3 separate regions of the Sus scrofa genome follow, and all the other regions are linked to region 3. Evidence: chromatin contacts called from public HiChIP or PLAC-seq data. All regions are on one chromosome and are shown on one strand. The core of a region is the stretch at or near the end of the contact, and the rest is flanking DNA. Distances in the headings are between cores, read along the strand shown.

What was found. HiChIP or PLAC-seq counts read pairs in DNA pulled down with a chosen protein or histone mark.
Region 1: a contact with region 3 is called in an H3K27ac HiChIP or PLAC-seq map of skeletal muscle, with 9 times the contacts expected there. The contact joins two enhancer-like sites. A contact is called at or near these places in 3 of 47 Hi-C or Micro-C datasets (psoas muscle and skeletal muscle) and 1 of 2 datasets of contacts at active chromatin or transcription factors (skeletal muscle).
Region 2: a contact with region 3 is called in an H3K27ac HiChIP or PLAC-seq map of skeletal muscle. The contact joins two enhancer-like sites. A contact is called at or near these places in 2 of 47 Hi-C or Micro-C datasets (embryonic fibroblasts and skeletal muscle) and 1 of 2 datasets of contacts at active chromatin or transcription factors (skeletal muscle).

What each region holds. Positions count from the first base shown.
Region 1 is chr4:102,049,071-102,052,392 of Sscrofa11.1, reverse strand. No RefSeq gene overlaps it. Among named protein-coding and RNA genes, the nearest start is that of TBX15, 130 kb to the right of the region's middle. Within about 2 kb of position 1,397, at least 2 of the 83 cell types and tissues checked have an H3K27ac peak or open chromatin away from gene starts, as enhancers often do. A contact at or near this core is called in skeletal muscle, where this site is marked.
Region 2 is chr4:102,016,292-102,019,531 of Sscrofa11.1, reverse strand. TBX15 (T-box transcription factor TBX15) reads right to left here. Exons shown (of 12, transcript XM_001926903.7): 10 at 528-625. Among named protein-coding and RNA genes, the nearest start is that of TBX15, 99 kb to the right of the region's middle. Within about 2 kb of position 1,806, at least 1 of the 83 cell types and tissues checked has an H3K27ac peak or open chromatin away from gene starts, as enhancers often do. A contact at or near this core is called in skeletal muscle, where this site is marked.
Region 3 is chr4:102,508,208-102,511,295 of Sscrofa11.1, reverse strand. The region is part of intron 3 of LOC110260334 (a long non-coding RNA gene); the gene reads right to left. Among named protein-coding and RNA genes, the nearest start is that of SPAG17, 87 kb to the left of the region's middle. Within about 2 kb of position 1,640, at least 2 of the 83 cell types and tissues checked have an H3K27ac peak or open chromatin away from gene starts, as enhancers often do. A contact at or near this core is called in skeletal muscle, where this site is marked.

The DNA.
Region 1 (3,322 bases), core at 148-2,647, 460 kb after region 3:
GATAGGTCAGGAAACTCTATCTTACTTATGGAGCACCTCCAGGCTGAGAAACCTGCGTGTCCACTCAGCTCTGTGCTCAGAGTCTGCTACATGCCAGGCATTTAACACACATACCTCATTTAATCCCAACCACGAAAACAGGTTCGGAAAGGAAAGCTGACCAAAGGTTATACAACGAAAGTCAGGCTGAGTCAGGAGTCAGACCCAAGTCTGTCCAACTCCGAAACCTGCATCCCACCCACACCTACCTTCCCACTAGGACTCTAATTCTGTCTTCCCACCTATCTTGGCCTTCAGTTCTCTTTTTTTTTTTTCCTTTTTTCTTTTTTAGGGCCATACCTGCAGCATATGGAAGTTCCCAGGCTATGGGTTGAATCACAGCCACAGCTGCAGGCCTCTGCCACAGCCACAGCAACACAGGATCTGAGCCATGTCTGTGACCTACACCATAACGCATGCCAATGCCAGTTTCTTAACCCAATGAGTGAGGCCAGCAATTGAAAGAACTTGCATCCTCACAGAGACCATGTCAAGTCCTTAACCCGCTAGGCCACAATGGGAACTCCCAGTTCCATTTTAATTACATCCATTCCACACTCTGCCATATGTTCTAAACCTTCTTAAAATGATTGAGCATATTCTAGCAAAAGGAGCTTTATTGTTTTGTTTTGTTTTTTCACAAACTTCTGATTCTGCACACTTATGTCAACCCCAACCTCACACCCCTATCTTTCACCTAAAATCCCTTGGATCATGTTGGTGAGATGTGAGTCCTCTGGGTCCCAGGACTGCCTCCCGTTCCTCATCAGAAGTTAAAATTTCTTATATCAACCCTGTTCTTTGAATCCCATCCTCCCAGGCCCTTCTTTCTATGCAGACCTCATCTTCACCTGGAAGTCATCTCTGCTTCTTTCCACCTTCCTTCAGGTCCATTCTATACCCTCATGTTCTTAGAAGCTGAACACATTGCTGTCAGCTAAGTATGCTTTGGTATGGGAGAACCCTCCAAGTCTCCCTCTAGCTGGAAGCATCTTCAGGTTTGAAACAGACTGCTAAAGTGAGCTGGAGGGATTCCAGGCACAACTTCTGGAGAGAGACTCTGCTAACATTACCACCTATTACCTCAGGGACCTTGGCAACTTAACCTCACTGAGCCTCAGTTTATTTATCTGGAGGATGAAGACGATAATTCTGCTAGGATAAATGTTGTCTCTTACTTATCAGCAAGTGAATCTTAGTGTTGGCGTTTTTGCCCTCTAGGTAAATGAAGGGATAAATATTTGAGAGAGGGGAGCCCTGAAGTTTGTCATGATTTCACACTGTATGAGTGTATGAATCTTGGCAATAAGTAGAAAGAGAATTGCTGAGTTGTAAAGGTCATTACATCCAAGCCAGGCTCAAATGCCAGTCAAGTAGACCAGAAGACTGCCAAACTGGAAAGCTCATGACACCTCTGAAGACAGCTGCCCTATCTGGCCCCATGAAACCGTGGCCTTGATGGTACCACATCTTTGCTTTTTTCCCCAAGAGGTACCAAAATTACAGACTTTTATGTAAAACCTAATTTTTAAATGTTGGCAAATTATTTTCAAATATTTGGCATTTGGCATGGTTACGGCAACGCACCAGCCGTTTGCAACCTCTGGCCTCAAGCTTGAAGCCCCACTCCCCTAGTTACAGAAAGCACTTGTCGCGCTATCACATGCTGTCACCATGATGACAAATAATCCCAGAGATAGGTTAGGAAACTTTATTTATGGAGCACCTCCAGACTGGGAAACCTGCATGTCCACTCAGCTATGCGCTGGAGTCACCCTTTTTTTGCCACAGATATTGATTTACCACAAGACCGCTCCTGTCGGATCCCCCAGAATCTCCAGGTCAAATTCCTGGCCCATCCCAAGATTCCAGGCACTCACCGGTGATCTTATTTATGGTGTCAATTACTAATGGTGCTGAGATTAAGAACCTGGTGAAACAGATGCCAAGCAAGCTGTTGCTAAAATTGTCTATGTATGGCTAGAGGCAAGGAGAACTCTGCCCTGTCCTGCGCATCTGTGAATAGAGGGGGAGGTTATTGGAGCCAGCACCTGATATGTTCACAGTCAGGTCTGCTGAAGCCCACGAGATGACCCATTTGAGGAAACTGGGGCTGGTGGCAGCTGTTGAGTAAGCCTTGCTCATGTGAGGATTATGAAAGAGCTGGAGAGCCTTGATAAGTCACTAAGAGCCAAGTCTATCTTTGGAGTATCCAACAAATTTTCCAGCAGATTCAACCCGTAAAAGCTAGAGCCAAAGGTTATCTAAGATTTAATGCATATAACTGGCCAAATTCATCTTTTTAAAATTATATCAAAGCATTGTTTGGACTGCAAAACAAATAAATCACATAGTAGCAATCTTAATGTGTATCTGTAGAGAAATGGATAAAAATTATAGTGCATCGTCCTATAAAGTAGTATAAAGCCAACTATGGAATAAATGAAAATTTAAAAAAAAATTTTTTTTTGTCTTTTTAGGGCTGCACCCAGAGCATACAGTAGTTCCCAGGCTAGGAGTCCAATCGGAGCTGTAGCTGCTGGCCTATATCACAGCCACAGCAACATGGGATCTGAGCCACATCTGTGACCTACACCACAGTTCACGGCAATGCTGGATCCTTAACCCACTGAGTGAGGTCAGGGATTGAACCCATGTCCTCATGGATACTAGTCAGGTACCACTGAGCCACGACAGGAGCTCCAAAATCTATTTATAGAATAATATATATGGTATCATCTCTTTTTTGGTTAAAAACAAACAAAGAAAGGAAAGAAAGAAAATAAAAACTTATGAGAATATATTATATGTGTAAGTGTGAGTGGATATGTGAGTATGGGGGTTGAATGGGCTTGAGGAAAGCATCTGAAAAGATAACACACTGAAGAATCACTAACAGTATGCCAGAAAAAAATTATCTTTTTGAATAGATGTTGGCATTTTATTTTGTTAAAACAAGCAAGAACCTATTTTGCAAATTAAAAAAGTGAATATATAAAGAAATATTTAACCCTTATCAGATCAGGTCAGCTCATAATTAGTTTAGCACCAATTGTGACTCCAATATGTGCTACTTATCATGAAGAATATAAAAGGAGAACTCTTATACTTGAGTATTATAATCCACTAGGGGGATATATATATACCTTAAGTATATTTAATAAACTATTCAAACCCAAGTAATTGAGTTCTTCTCCTTTCATAAGAGAAAATTATCATTATTTCTATTTTATAGATGACGGAGCCTGAGTCTCAGAGAAGCTGAATGCCAGCAATGAGGGAA
Region 2 (3,240 bases), core at 557-3,056, 490 kb after region 3:
CCACAAGAGATGGCTGTGGCTCCATGTTAGCAAAAGAGAGGACACGAGTTCTAAGATTCAGAGGGGCTTGCAGCAGCCCCCTTCACACTGTCAGACCCGAGCCATTTATTCCCAGTGTCAGGAGCTAAGTTGCTTCTCATCTACAAAACGAGAATAAAAAAACTGCTAAGGCTGCCATGAGCAATAAGATGAAATTCTTGTGACGATCTCTTCAAATTGCAAGGGCCATGTGAGTGCTTCATGATAGAGATAATAATTTCACCCCCACCATAATCATGAAGGTAGCCTTGCTTTGGGGGAGGGAGAGAGAAGAGCGGGTGCCAGGTGAAACGCCACTCTGGCGCTGGCACTGGCTCGCTAGCACGAGCGGCGATGCTTAGGTTATTTCTAGAGCTACCTAGTACTCCCCGTTCCAGGAAAGTCGGTGGAACTCGTGGCTTGGCTTGGGGCCGGGGTGCTATATTCAGTTCAGCTCCCACCCCCTCCCCCGCACTCGCTCTGAGCAGAGGCCCTGCCCGGGGCTTTACCTTGCTGCTTTTGCATGGTGGTGAAATCTTCAAAGGTGAGCGTGCGCACCGGGGGTCTCCAGAAGGCATACGTCTCCATGATGGCTTCCAGTCCGGTTCTACAGAAGGAAAAGCCAGCAAAGGAAGTTGTAAATAACCCCAAGAAACACGCCGACTTTTCAAAAAAATTCCTGAGATGGTCTGTCTGAAGTGGTATATGCATAGGCACTGAGACAAATCACCACCAAGGAGAAATAGTCTGGAAGAACACAGGGTACAGGGAGGCCGGAGAAAGGAGAAATTAACCCAATTCAGATTACTTGCAAGCAAGTCATAGCTATGGCGGCATTGCACACTGCCCTTTCTTCAAAGAAGGTGTGGCCTGCATGAAAAAAACATGCACATGTTACGTGTTAAAGGTCAAGGTCGCAGCTGATAGGAATAGAGTGGAGAAGAGAGTAGCACTGATGGTTTCTCTAGCACAGGGCAATGTCATCAGCATTACCACGGGGCCTTGACACAGCCTGTCCCAGAGTCAACTCCACCACCGGGTATGTGGCATCAGTGAAACTGTCACATTGCTGTGCCTTTAAAGGCTTCTTAAATAAGGGGAGACAGGCAGGGCAATAGAGACAGAGGGAGAGGTAAGCAATCAAATACACTGGAGTTTCTGCTGCAACGAGAAATACCTACCTGGAGGCACACAGACCGTTTGGTCCCAGAAGATAGACCTCAAACAAAAAGACTAATACATTTCCGCGAATATTTGTCTGTATCTTACAGTCGAGCTGGTCTTTGAGAGTCATATAATTGGGACTCAAGGAAACATCCAATATTGTACAAGAGCATTACTCTAAGACGTCTGTTTCACTGATTCTGGAAATTCTAGTAATAGAACTATGTGCACACTGCCCAATTTATCCTTCAATAAATTCTCTCTATCATACACACGCACAATGTGCTGATGGACATTGTTTTAACATAATTATCCAGGTAATCTGGATTATCTTAGACACGTTCTTGCTGATATTCCATATCCTCAGAACAGATCACTGATGGGTGCTTTGTTTAAAACTCTGAACACAGCTTCTGATTACTGACTTTTCTTTCAAACTAAGGGCTTCACTTCCAGCTGAGTGGAGGACGGGAAGCTCGGGGACTCTGAGGAAGGCAGGAGAAGGAGGGTAGGGAAGAGCAGGTGGCAGACATCCTTCTACAGCAGTCACCGGAAGGTAACATGGTGTCCTTGCCTGGAAAAGACACGCCTTCCCTCTTGAGATGGAGCTTGGGCTGCTTGTGCTACTAGGTAAGATGTCCCCAACGTTCTTGTCAGTGTGGCACAGCGAGAAGAAAGTGCGAGGCTCTATTTCAAGTGAGAACAAATATCCTTTCCTTATAAATGACTGTAAGATCCCTTGAGGTTCTTCCCTGATGAGCTGCTGATACACTGATTGGCTCTTTGTGTTGGAAATTTTCCTCTCTGAACCAGCCTTACTTGCACAATTAACTTTCTAAAGTCTTCCCTGGAATCTTGGAGGCTTTAAATACACCAATGCTGGCAAATCTAACTCTGTATTTTTAGAAGAGGTGGAGAGGAGAGGGTGTCGCATGGTGTTTATTAGCTGTTAATCTGTTAAAAGTAGGAATAGAAGACATCTCCACATAGTCACCCTGCATTAATGCTGCATACAGTACATGAAACTATTTGTGAAGAGAAAGAGTCCAGGCCATTAGGGAGTTCAGAATAAAAAGGGGATAGGCAGATAAAGCCAGGCAGAGCCTTGATGAATATAAAAAAATAGACAGGCCAGGCTTAGATCTTACTGCCTTGTTTTGGAATGTTGGGGGCTCACCAGAACATCTTAGGATTCCCTTTAATGGCCCGAGAGGCTCACTGCACAGAGCAAGGTCTCTATTGTTCCACTTCCTATTCCATTCTTCCTGGGAACGTGTACCAATGATGGGGACAAAATATTAACTCAAGGTCAAAGAACAGTCCCTTCTCATTTCATAAAGTGATAGACTGTGACATAGCATAAATATACTGGTAGACTGCCAATGTCACATTTACGAAAGGAATAGAAAATGAACTTTGATTTTATTTCCATAACGGGCAAAAAGACGATGGCAAAGATAGCAACAATTTTATTTAAGTAGTCAACTATATATAATGATAGTGACCACCTATCCATGTATCCACATCCGAAATCCAACTGAAATACTCAGTGTAGAATCAATTATAGATTCAAAAGCTGGAAAGGATGTTGGGTGTCATCTACTTTTACTTCCTATGATGCCGTCTTGGATAGAAGGTTATCCAGCCTCTGCTTGAGCATTTCCCAAGGAAAATATGTAGTTTTGGGACAGATCTGTTAGAAAGTTGTTTCTAGATGCTCTGAGAAGGAAATCACCTTTGTGTGGGGCCTGCCCACACAGCATAACCTCAGCCCAATCATGAAAAGACATCTGATGAACGCACATTAAGGAACATTCAACAAAGTCACCCTGCCAAAGTATCAAAGCTACGGAAGGTGAGGAACTGTTCCACCCACAGGAGGAGGAGAAGGAGGAAGGGAAGAAGGAGAAATGACCTTTGGTTACAGAGAGGGACTCTGGGACAGTATGAAAACAATAGTGGAAAACCCAGTAGAAAATCAGAAAAAGTGTTTAGCTAAGAGTCCCGCACCAGTGGTGATTCTCTGGTTCTGACACCTGCACAATGGCTATGAAAGAT
Region 3 (3,088 bases), core at 391-2,890:
TCCACTCTCGTCATTTCGAGTATCAGTATGTACAAGTGACCCTTAAAAGTCTCTCTTGGAGTTCCTGTTGTGGCTCAGTGGTTAGCAAATCTGACCAGGAACCAAGAGAGTGCAGGTTCAATCCCTGGCCTTGCTCAGTGGGTTAAGGATGCGGCGTTGCCATGAGCTGTGGTGTAGGTCACAGACATGGCTTGGATCCTGAGTTGCTGTGGCTGTGGCATAGGCCGGTGGCTACAGCTCCAATTGGACCCCCAGCCTGGGAACCTCCATATGCCGTGGGTGTGGCCCTAAAAAGGAAAAAAAAAAAGTCTCTCTCTAGTCCTGACCTCCAAACTCCAGCTGATTTAACACCTTCTGAGGAATAGATTCACATACTCTGAAACTTTCAATTTCAACAGGCACAAAAACATTTTTTGCTTCATTTGCTTTCTTTTACAGTGAAAAAAAAGAGAAGGGCCTACAGAGACACCAGCAGATCACCTCTGATGTTTGACTACTGACTGAAATGTGTCATTTTCATTTTATTGAATTTGAACTTAAGTTTAAGTAACCTATCAGTGAAGCCTGTGGCCTGGATCCAGTAAAAGAATAAAGTTCCACGGAATGCTTTCTTCAGAAACCAGCACTGTGTCTTCTAAGAAGTGCAGTGAATGCCTTGGCCACTATCAATGATGTCTGGCACTCTGAAGGAAATAAGAAACGTCCTGAGGAGACCTTGTGTTATGGTTGGTGACCGCCACTCTAATGGCAAATAGCATGTAGCTTTCTTGAGAATACCTAGAAATTTTCCTCAGAACTACGCTTCTATTAAATATACTTTGGAAACATATCTTCCAATTGTCCTCCAAGATGGCGGATACCAATATATACTTGTAATGAGTGTTTACAGCAAACCTTAAAAAGATTCTTTGAATGGTATCTGACTCACAGTAGGAATGCAATAATTATGCAGGGGAAAAAGCCTGAGAGTCAATGATTCCATAACTAAAAGTTTAATGTTTGGTAGCAGACATTTACCTAGGATACAGAAAGCATTACCAGTCATACTTGATACCAAATACACATAACTGACTTGAATAAATTAGTAAATGTGACCCGAAGGCCTCTTTCTGTTTTGCTTCTTTTCCCTTCAACTGAAGAAGCACACTAGAGCCAAGAATGGGCTTGAACCTCTGCTCTTATAGTCTCCGTTTCTTGCGCAGGTAGTGTGGCTGCTGGAGACAGTTTCAGACTGCAGTCAATGAAGTGGAGCAGAATTGTTTTTGTTAATTGTTTTTGTGCATATCCTTCTTAAGTATCACTCCGTTGTAAGCTTTTTCCAGAGAAGAACCCTGTCTCCTTCCATTACATCCTGTTTCCAGCATTTGCCCGGCACTCAGAAGGTGCCCAATAATGTGAGAAGATTACAACCCTTGAAACTCCCCCTTGGGAGGTGAGGCTGTCAATCAAGCTTCCCCAGCAGATGAGCCCAGAGCTCCTGCCCTTGAGCCCGTGGCCTTGGGCCAGGAAGGTTCTACTGTGCTGCTGTCAAGTTTTCCACTGTGTCCTCAGTTCAGCCTCAAATGGCTGATATTGCTGTCCTCACACTATTTTTAGTCATAGATCAGTTATCCCTGACACGCAGTGATGAGGATTAACGAAATGCACCCATATGCATCTCTGAAGCCTGAGCATGTGTGTCCCTAGCCCAAAGTAGTCTTGGGCAGTTCTGGGTAGGATTAGCAGGCTTAGTTTTTTTTTATTGTCTCCTTCTACTCTCCTGGCAGAGAGAGATCCGGGCCAGAACCACTCCTAATTTGTTTAAGGAATTTGCTAGGAGACTATTCTAAACTACACATCGGACCTCGGTTTTGTCCCATTCAGAACCTTGCAGCCCCCAAGGCGGCTGGGAGAAGTTTTCCTTCTGCTGACAGGAAGGGGCCAGCTGAACGCCATCCCGATTTTACGAGAACACAGAGTAACAGGTCACGCTGTGGGGATGTCCCCACCAATCTCCCATGTGGCGAAGGTTCCACATGCCTGGGGCAGGGAATTTTGAAATGCCCCATGCCAGCTGGGCAGGCTGTGCATGACAGACTGGACACCATCGTAATCACATCATGTCCTGAAACTTCAGCCCTGATTACTCTGATCTTTATCCTCCTTTGACCTGAGATGAATGCAAGGGATGGTCTTTAAATGACCCCGTTGTTTTCAAACTCTGGTACAGTGTTGACTTGGACTTCCCCAGGGGCAGCAAATCATACCAACTGACTGGAGCTTGTCCGACCTATTTAATTATTTTAACTGGGGGCGGGAGGTGGGGTCTCTTCGCTTCATCCAGTGACCCTTGATTTTTGTCATGGGGAGGTATTCAAGACTTTAATAGGGGGCATTAGAGACTTTGTGCGAGTTTTTGTAAAATCAGTTGTCCTCTATGAGAAATCCTTCTTCCTGCTTGGTGCTTAAGTATCTGGGTTTGTTTCAGGGCCCTCTTATTCTCTGCAGAGACTTTGCCATCGGCTTAGAAACACTGGGGGACAAGAGCCTGACACGACGGTCTCATATCTTCTTCAATGTAATGCCAACATTATTTTAAGATCCTTATTCAGAAGGTTAGAACCTCTTGGGAGATCTCAAGAGCCAACCTGCCATTCTCCTGTCTGTGCAACTCCTCCCTTGCTGTGGTTGTCCAGGGTTCCCAGCAGGAAGGCAACTACAGCCAGTGGTTTTTAGCTCTAGGATTTTATTCTTTTACCATCCTGTCTGCTATCCTGCCCCTGCCTCCTTCCTTGACTGTCCTCTCTGTCAGGATTTCAAGGCTTTAGAAAAACAGCCACCTTCATCATGTTAATAACATCTACAACTACCAAAAAAGGAAGAAAAAAAACACACTAAAATCTTTCTTTGCTCATCAGGCAATAATTATTTATTGAGTACCGAGTATATGGATAGCAACAATGGTTTAGTCTGCCTCCCCTCCATAAATTTTTTTTTCTTTTTTTTTTTTGTCTTTTTGCCTTTTCTAGGGCCACTCCTGTGGCATATGGACATTCCCAGGCAGGGGTCTAATCGGAGCTGTAGCCGCCAGCCTACACCAGAGCCACAG